Linked DNA regions of Zea mays: region 1 is linked to region 2. The links are chromatin contacts, called in public Hi-C maps. All regions are on one chromosome and are shown on one strand. The core of a region is the stretch at or near the end of the contact, and the rest is flanking DNA. Distances in the headings are between cores, read along the strand shown.

What was found. Hi-C and Micro-C count contacts between places; a contact is called where the count stands out from the background.
Region 1: a Hi-C map of leaf shows a contact between it and region 2, with 4 times the contacts expected there. The contact joins the promoter of LOC100286139 here to the promoter of ub2 in region 2. A contact is called at or near these places in 7 of 25 Hi-C or Micro-C datasets (ear, leaf, tassel and 1 more) and 1 of 3 datasets of contacts at active chromatin or transcription factors (leaf).

The regions. Positions count from the first base shown.
Region 1 is chr1:192,554,838-192,559,689 of Zm-B73-REFERENCE-NAM-5.0, forward strand. LOC100286139 reads right to left here and starts at 1,948. Exons shown (of 3, transcript NM_001159027.1): 1 at 1,451-1,948; 2 at 1,046-1,275; 3 at 551-962. The coding sequence starts at 1,784. The coding sequence ends at 684.
Region 2 is chr1:192,382,396-192,387,317 of Zm-B73-REFERENCE-NAM-5.0, forward strand. It overlaps ub2 (unbranched2), which reads right to left and starts at 3,164. Exons shown (of 3, transcript NM_001362255.1): 1 at 2,293-3,164; 2 at 125-261; 3 at 1-25. The coding sequence starts at 2,681.

The sequences.
Region 1 (4,852 bases), core at 698-3,197, 170 kb after region 2:
GCACGACGCACGGCAATGGTAGACAGAGCCATCCCCTCCGCCGACGACGGCAGCGACGACCGTCACAGCACGCGGACGCCGGCGCGTCGATGTCGGGGGCCGTGTCGTGGAGGTCGAGATCCACGCGAGCACGGACGGGACGACCCTGAGACTGGTGGTGTCGTCCCCTCTACGGGCCCACACCCACGCCGAGCAACATCCAAATAGGTCCACACGCGGGCACGTACCGCACGCATCGCTGCGCAAGAGGAGGAGCTCGCGTGGAACGCTCGGAAGCGAGCATTCCCGTGTATCTTTTAACAAGAAGTAATACTTCGAACAGACTTGATCATTCGCTAACCTTTTCTTTACAAAAGGATCCATGGAGCAAAAAAGCAAATGTTTGGTCATGAGCCATGACTCATGTGCTTAAATGACACTTTTAGGCAATTTATTCATCCTGATTGGTGTTTTGAAAGATTAGACAATAAAGGAGTATCTTAAAGATTGTCATTCTATACAAGTACCAAACTACGCGTCTCTGGAGAAAATACATTAAAACAATAGTGGACAGCAAAAATGATGGAATATTGTCGGGAATGAACTATACAGCCAGCAGTGCTTCCTCCATGGAGTCTTTAACTGTCTGCTTTATGCAACCATATGAAACTAAGGTACAATGAACTAAACCTTAAGGGGGGGAATTACAGGGATGAGAATATCGGAACACCAGGTATGGTGGCACCTGAGTCTACAATGAAGATGTTGCCAGTCACATACGACGATGCTTCATGGATCAGAAAACGGACCAGCGACGTCAATGCAGGATCAGTAGCGCCATGCTCCTTAAGCGGCACTATCTTTGAAGCAACGGTGCTCAACCACCTCTTTTGAAACAGAGGAGCAGTTATCTCTGATTTGAAGAGTCCAGGTGCAATCGAGTTCACTCTGATGCGATCCGCGCCCAATTCCAAAGCCATAATCTGCGAAGACATCATTGGGTTGAGTTATTATGAACACACAGGTGCGAAACAAACGTGCGATCAGGAATAGCAGTGCTACCTACCTTGGTGGCATAATGCACAGCAGCCTTTGAGGATGCGTATCCCGTGGAGCCAGGCAGATGCCCACGGTTAAGGCCAGCAATAGAGGTGATGTTAACCACTGAACCCTTCAGCTTGGCATCACGCATGCGTCGACAGACATGTTTGGCCACGAGCCATGATCCGGTAAGGTTCGTCTTGATGATTCTGTCCCACTCATCCTCGGGCCAATCTAATGGAGAATGCACTGCACCTGAAGCGTAATAAAACAAGAGACACAGATATTACCATACGTTCCAGCCGATACGTTCTTGGTTCGCTAACGAACTGGGGACTGGGCTAAATTTGGTTCGGTGCATATTTCCATCTGGCAGTTACTAGATGCCTAAACGAAGATATTCGAGCTCAGATTTCGTGGATAGTCGTACCTCGTATGCCGGCGTTGTTGACCAAGGCGTCGATACGGCCAAAGGCGTCCCAGGCCTTCTGCACCGCCGCCTCCAGGGCCGAACCACCGGCGGCGACGTCGACCTCCACAGCCACCGCGCGGGGGGCTCGGGAGGCAGCGGAGGCGTTGATCTCGTCGCAGAGCGAGCGGAGACGATCGGCGCGGCGGGCGGCGGCGACGACGCGGCAGCCGGCGCGCGCCAGGTCGAGGCAGAAGTCGCGTCCGATGCCGGAGGAAGCGCCCGTCACCAGCACCACCTGCCCCTCCAGCCTGCTCCACGGCGGCAGCGGCGGCGGTGGCCCCGCCGACGACATTGCTGGTGCGCTCCCGCTGGAGCAGGAAGGGCCGAAGGGGATTTCAGAGGCTGTCTGGAAGAGGTCAGGTACTCACAGCACAGATCACTGATTCTTCTCTCCTGCTTGTTTGTTGTCCGACTTAGAATTTCTACGAGAAACTATTTATTTTTAACTTTCTATTTGACTCTTTATTTATCTTTCGTATAGATTAAACTCTATCCATATGTTTGGTTACCCATACCATCTCGTCTTAAACCACCGTATGCGTTAACTCTATCTGAGCTCTTGTTTGGTTGCCTGCACAAGAGAGACGCAGACTGTATGAGCGGATGCAAAACAAGCTATTTTATAGCTATTTGGCTGCATCCACTCGTACACAGAAAATTGTCGTATCGGGTCAGCCAGGGCCACCCGAGCCTGCGCGTTTAGATACAGGCATCCAATCAGGCGATATATATAACATCTCATTTCAAAAAACTTCCCAATATGCAAGTTAGCTTGACTAGCGTGATTTGCTAACTAAATTTGGTTAGTGAATGAGTCAATAACTCAATATAGAGCCGGATATCTTATCGAGTTAAATGGTTAGCCTGTTAGATAACTATTTTACTATTAAGTAACTAAAATTTATCAAAGACATATATCTATACTATATTAAAGCATCAGTTTCAACGGTCGTCTCGTGTCATCTTTTAACAAATAACCCCTCGCCATGATAAAAGAAGGCCAGGAGACACTAGGTGAAGTTGTCTAACCAGTAGAACATTGTGCTCAAATGTTTTTATTATTGAATATAAATTATATATATGTATATATTTTCTTGTAAAATAAATAAATATATATAATCGTGTCAGGTTGGGCCAGCACTACGGGTCGAGGCTACAGCCCAAGCACGACACGACGTTCTTGCTCTTGCAAGCATTAGGTCGTTTCTGAGACCAGATTGGCGCAATGGACTCCACGGTGTTTGAGGTTGCCGAATTGGATGAAGCAACAATGATTTGTCACACTAACAGTAAAATGAAAAGTTATTTGTTGGTTTTAAACGTTAGTAATTGCTACAAATTAGCATAATTTATATGGAGCGCATCCAGTTTTTATTAATGCCTGACTTTAGCAATCACTCCATATTTTGATCAATCTTTTTTATAAGTTTGAGTTCATGTGACTTATTTTAGAAATTTGAGCTCACAAACTTTCTCTTTTTGGTCTCTGTATGATGGAATTATGTCATTTTATAATCTATGTTCGTTTAGTCAGTTATTGTGAACTCTCTTCTAATCGCTCACTCAATTGGTCGTGTTGTACCAAGACATATTGCATGAAATAAACAATAACATCAGTTAGCCAAATCAAAAAATATTATACGGAGAGCGGAGACAATCAGTAAAAAATATTGAATTTTTTTGGTGGATAGTTTACGTAGGTATTGTTGTAAACCGTCGCAACGTACGGGCAACCGACTAATTAGAGATATATATTAGAGCCGGATGCTCTTACCTCCTACGTGCCAGCCCTCTCCAACACATATTTTATCATCAAAGACATATATTAGAGATATATTTTACTTTATACATAAAAAATCTATATATTACAGATACGCGTCTTTTTAACAAAAATATATGTACGTATGTTATACCGTCAAATATTTTGTATATTTTTTATTTTGATTAATATGTTGTCTAAAGTATAAAAATAAAGAGAGTAGATGACAGAATGTCTATATATATATAATAAAAATGATAGATGTTTGTCCACTATATTTAGAAGAGGTTTTAGATAATATCGTGAGAGAATGTAGGAAAAAAATATTTATATTTACGGGTGTTTGTTTGGGATTATAATACGATCAGATTTTATAATCTACCAAATTTTGAATTGAGTATTAGTTCATAATGTGTTGGATTATATAATCTAGGCAGATTATAATCCCAAGCAAACACCCCTTAGTATAGAGAAGTTTTTACTGCTATTGGAGACACTCTTATGAACTAGAATATAACAAGAGAAAACGATTAAGGTGCTTCCAATAGATCTTAAAAAGAACTTGTTTAGCAAGTTGCTAAATAGCTATGGAGAATAAAAAATAATTTAGTCTTCAATAGTTGCTCGTATTTAGGGAATAGTTTGATTTTGAATTTAGCTTTAGCAACCTTGACCCATCGGATCTGGCTGACGACAGGGTTGAGAGCAGAGGATGTCGATGGCGGAAGATAAAATGTCGGTTGACATGACCTATGGAGGAGCAGAGGTCCAGTGGCACAACCTATAGGGCAGTCCGACGGTGAAGGATAAACTTGTGTCATACGTGTTGGACCTAGCTACCTCATTGTGCTAGAACGTGGAAAAAAGAGTGTGTCGTACCTAGATACCTCACTGTGTGGGAAAAGGGAAAAAATAATCATGCGAGTGTGAAGAAATTGACGTCAATTGCATTTAGGGGGTTCCTATAGAGTTGCCAAATGTGGAGAGTAAATGACGTTGAATAGCAAGTAACTAAATTTAACAAGTCTATTTAGAGAATGTATATAACATGCATACAATGCTACTTTTTCCCAAAAGGCTCAACCACCTTCTGTAATGGTTTTTTTGCAACAATTTAAAAATTATCTCATGTGTTTCGCTGATATAACGACGCTTTCCCAGCAGTACTTGGATGCGAATGCGCAAAATATGCGTGCACAAGATGAATGCGAGCACGCAAAAAAGAGAGTGTTTCTAGTAGAGTGTGCATGCGAATATGTATATAGACATGCACATGAGAGACAATTTTGTGGATTAGGGATACGAGGAGGCTAATCACTCGTTTTGCATATCTTTATCCATGCTCTATTGGATGGTGAACAGTCGACTGTGGACGTGCAAAAATGCATGTCAGGCTCTATCCGCGCGCTGCTGGACATAGCCTTAGAACAAAGTAATAGAGACTCTTGAAGGCAATACATGCACCATTTGGAATTGGTTTATCTAGACTTTAAACATTAGGCTTCATAACTTTAGTATTTAAATATTGGCTTTACAAAAACTATACCTAGGAGCTTGCATAAACAAGGGGGTATCTTGTGATGAATAACCTATTACACATC
Region 2 (4,922 bases), core at 1,914-4,413:
ATGAAGCTTCTGAGCCTGCCGGGCTCTTCTGGACCAAGCACATGAACATTAGCGGTTACAAAAAAAAGACGGGAACTTTGGTCGCCGAGACGACATCACAGGGTAAAAACCAGCTTTTGGTTACCGCCGAGCGACGCAGCGTGACGGCCGTATCGTGACGCAAGGGGTCCAGGCGGCGGCCTCCTCCGGCGCTCGTTGTGGCCTGCGAGGCGTTTGCGGCAGCTCTTCTTTAGCTGGTCGAATTCAGGCAGCTGGTGGAACCTGCGATTGATGCGACAAACAGAGGTGTGTTCATTCACGCGCCCTTGATCCCAGTTTATTACAGGTAATGGAAGTTGGTGGCACAGCAACAGAATTTTTATAAGTAATGGAAGTTGCATTCTATAAATCCACATATACATTGCTGTAGATTCATAGCTTTTGTGTAGAATGCAAACAAATCAGGCAGTAAAAAAGTTCCATGGACCAAGCATAAACCATTTACCATAGTAGTAACTCTTACAGTAGAATAAAGTGCAAGCTGAATGGTGGGACAGTACGTAGCAAGTTGAAGGCACTAGTTTATCTCAGTAGTAGCTAGCAACATGCATAGCGCTTAGCGCGACATGGATATAGGAAACCACACTTTAGGTCAAAGCCAGTGGGAATGCCAGTACAATCATCAAAGAGAGTAACATTTCTCTTCTCCCTAGGTTAGGGTTGTACTACTGCACATCCCCCATTAAAGATTAACATTAACCTCTGTCTTATGCCGCTCATAATGACACCTGCACATCCATACTAAAAAGAAAAGAAAAGCAAAGAGAAAGTGTGTGTGTAATCATTTCATAGAGATGTGTGATGCCGGGCTTAACACAACAGTACACACCCACCAATAATGAGGTTTCCATCTAATAACGCCAAGTGGTACTGGTGGCTGGTCCAACTTAGCTCTTCTCTAATGATATGCCTTGTTGCTATAAGTGGCAGTGTGGTTTAGTAGAGAGCCCCAAATCCAGAACTGTGGCGCCCTTCTCTTTTGCTGGGGACATGAGGACACTCCTGTAGCCTAGTCCTAAAGCACAAAGCCTGCGGTCGCCGCTAGGGTAATGTGTCCAGGCCCTACCCATATCAAATTAGATGCAGCTCGCCACCATCATGTTTAGTTTCTCTCTCTCTCTCTATTGTATGTCAAATTAGATAGATGACTGAATTAAGATTTATGAATGAAAATGCTAATTGTATCCAAAGGAAACAAAGCTGTTCCAGGAACAGTCTAGTTTGGTGTAGCACCTGAAGGGACTAGAAATCCTCCAGATCTTACACCGGATGAACAGGATCGTACAACCTGTAAAGTTGCAGCGCCAAGAACAACACATTGCAAAGGCTACAACTTGTTCTTCCTCGGGGGACCATTTGCATAATGCAAAAAAAAAAAGGGGGGGGGGGGGGGGGGGGGGGGGGGGGGGCGGGGGCGAAGGATGCCCGATGTAGTATGGTTAAGTACAGGGGACAAACAATGTATAATGCTATATTTGAGGCAGGCTAGCTAGCTAAAACAATGGATAGTGTCAACCTGTGCAAAGTTGGGACTCCTCTAAATTAAAATACTACTGCATCGGCAAAGCAAAGACTCCTTTGAAAATTCCTCACTGTTGCTGTTCCTTTTTTGGGGACCACACGTATAACCAGGCTCAAGGCTACTAATCGCTTATTGTAATGGCTTGTTAGCTGACAGGCTTCACTGGGATACCCGAGTAGTATTAGCGGTGGAATCTAATGCAAAGCGAACTGACAGACAGGCAGGGCAGGGCAGGGGCAGGCTGAGTCACATCACTCTATCATATTTTTAGGAGGAGCATCCATCAGACCTACCTGTGCTCATGAGCACCATTCAAGCGAAACATTAAAGCGTAGCAGTAATGCCAAAGCAGCTTTTGTTTTTTTCCTCCTTCGTTCTTGTTCAGCTTCAGGAGGAGAAGCCGTCGCCATAGATGAAATGGGATGGAAGCTCCGTCAAACCGAGCCAAGTTTCTTTCCCTAGCTCCCACTGTTTAGCGCATCTATAGTTTTGTAGCGTGTCCGTGGTATGATGGACCTGAAACCGTCTGGTCTTCGTCTAGGTAGCCTCCCTAAAACCCTAGACTGTGAATGAAGGGAGTGGGACTGGAAAAAAAAACACGGGGGAGCAGACTGCAGAGCGAATGCAACCAACAAGTGACAACTGGAAACAATCAATTGAATGAGAGGTGGAGGTGGAAGAGGGGGGGAGTGCAACTGTGCAGCAATGGCGGGGCGGGGCTGGGTGGTGACCTGCTGCACTGCTGGCAGAAGCGCTGCTCGAGGCCGTTGACGAGGACGCGGGGCTCCTTGGAGTGCATTTTGCACACCTTGTGGCGGCAGTAGTAGGCGGGCTTGACGTCGGTGAGGTCAACGTTGCAGCCGTCGACCTGGCAGCGCGCGGGCGCGGGCGCCGTCGAGGGGCCCGCGCCGCCGGCCGCGGCCCTGCCCCTCCTGCCGCCGCCGGCCGGGGCCCTAGGCGAAGCGGCCGGCGGCGACGGCTGCTGCGTCGCTGGAGGCGCGGGCGCGCTGCCACCGCCGCTGCTGCTGCCGCTGCTGGAGCCGGCGGCGTCCTCGAAGTAGATCTTCTTGCCGAACTTGAGGCCGTGCAGCTGGTCGTCCCCGCCACCGCCGGACTCCATTGCGGCGGCGACGAGACTTGTGAACGTGCGTGGGGCCGTGGGTACGGCAGCGCGAGAGGGCGGGCCGGTGGGGCGGGGGGAGGGGGAGGCGGGGTGGTGTTGGTCCGGGCGTCCGGCTGGCTGGAGCTGGACTGGCTCCCTCTCTTCTCTCTCCTCCTCCGAGAGGGAGGGAAGAGAGTGAGGGAGGGAGGTGGCGAAGGAGAGGGACAGCAGCGGGACTCGCTGTTGCCTTTAAAAACAACTTCCTCTCTCTTCTTCCACTCCCTCCTTCCTGCACTGTGGGCGTGTGATACGAGCTGCAGGCTGCAGCCCACCACCACCAGCACGGTCACGAAGCAGGCAGCATCCCTGTATGGCTGTGGCTGTCTCCTCGCGCACGCACACGAGCCGGCCTAGCTAGCCGCGCCCGCGCCCGCGCCACGCCGCGCCACCGCCACCTTTCGCTTCCATCTGCTGCCTTGTGGGGATTCCCTGCTTGCTTGGTTTGGCTGGTAGGTATGAGGGAGCGTCTCCACTCGCCACCTGCCGAGGGCTTTTTGTAGACGCCAGGGACGGGCGGAGGGAGGCTGCGCAAGCTTGTGGGCTTGTGGCGGCACCGCGCGCAACATCATCAGATTTTATCTCCTACATTTCTCTTTTCTGCAACGGGTTTTCTCCTAAATTCTTCCGCTCCCTACCTCAGCCATAAAATATTATTTTACCTAACTAACAAATAATGCGCGCGCACGACATTTCAGACAAAGGGTTGGTTTGCTCAGACTGGCCGCAGCGCTTGCGACGCCGTGACCCCTCCTCTGTCTCTCACGTACGGGATCTCTAGGCCCGCAGCGACTGACACTAAAGAGCCCCTACGCGCTGCAGCGTAAGGAGAGGGCGCGCACGTCCCCCAGATCAAGGGGAGCACTGTAGCGCCCCTTGCACAGTGCTCCCCTATTTAATAATTGATAAAAATAGTAATAAAAGATAAATATGGTTAGATAATGATATTTTATATTTTTAGTTGGGTATAGGGGATAATATAGGGGGAACCGCTGCGGGAGATGAAAAAAATAGGGGGTGAAATGTTGATGATGTGACGCAAAAAAGTGATATAGAGGGAAAAATTAGGAAGAACCGCTGCGGATAGCCTCAGGCCGAATTTCGCGGATTCCTGTGTATAGCCCTTGTACTGTAGAGCATAGAGGGGCTCAAGCGAGCAGCGTTGCATCGATAGGGGAGCGCTAAATATCTTTAGCGATTTGGTATTCAACATCTATTCGATTCCTTGCTACCAAATTCCAACATCCAAACGAAGTAATAGTGTTGTCCTTTGAACGTAAGGAGAAGGTGATCAAGTGGTTTTTTAAAGATCAGGAGGGAGAGACTCCTACTGTAAATTTTGTATTAATAATGGTAAATTACAGCGTAGTGTATGTACAGGAGAATCCTAATTGAATAGTTGAGAAGGTAAACCGAATGAGCTATAGGGTTAAGACTGCCACTGATTAAGACAGTCTGGGATTGAATTGTCATATTTTCCTCTTGCTCTCTAGATGACCAGGAGTAATTCCTTTGAGAATTTATTTTTGCAATGTTGCACTGTTGGGTCTTTGTTTTTAAATATCCATGCATTTCGACATTTCCAGATACTCCATGTCATGAGGATGATTATTTCCATAGAGAAAGGAATATTAAGTTATTGCCTGAGGTTAGCCGAGGCTTCTTCCGGATGAGCAATTCTAGGAGGGGTCATAGCAATGGAATTCCAGCAGGCCTTTGCAAAGTTACATCTAAGAAACAGGTGATATAGAGTTTCCTCCTTTTGTCAAATGCAGTTTTCACACGAATATGACTCAAGTGCCATGTTCTTTCGTCTCAACATATTCCTTGTGTTAAGTCTGTTTTTAACCACAATCAGTAGAAAACTTTGTGCTTTGGTTGGCATTTGTTTTTCCATAGCCACTTATAAAACAATATGAACATTTAGAGGAATAGGACAATCTCTTTTCAATTCTATGTATCAGGGGAAGAAAATGCTGAAGTCGTGGCTTTGAAAGACCCAATGGCAGACCAAGGTAGGTGAATGGCATTGGTCCGGTCTGACAATTGAACGTTCTTGAGAGAATCTCCATTTTCTCAGAGTTAACATTGATCGGATACATGCTTGATTTGTTGTAGTTCACTCTGAGACCGGTTGATGTTGCAAATGAATTGAGAATTCCTTTTAGGAAGAATAACTGCTTTGGGCAAGCTTCCATTATC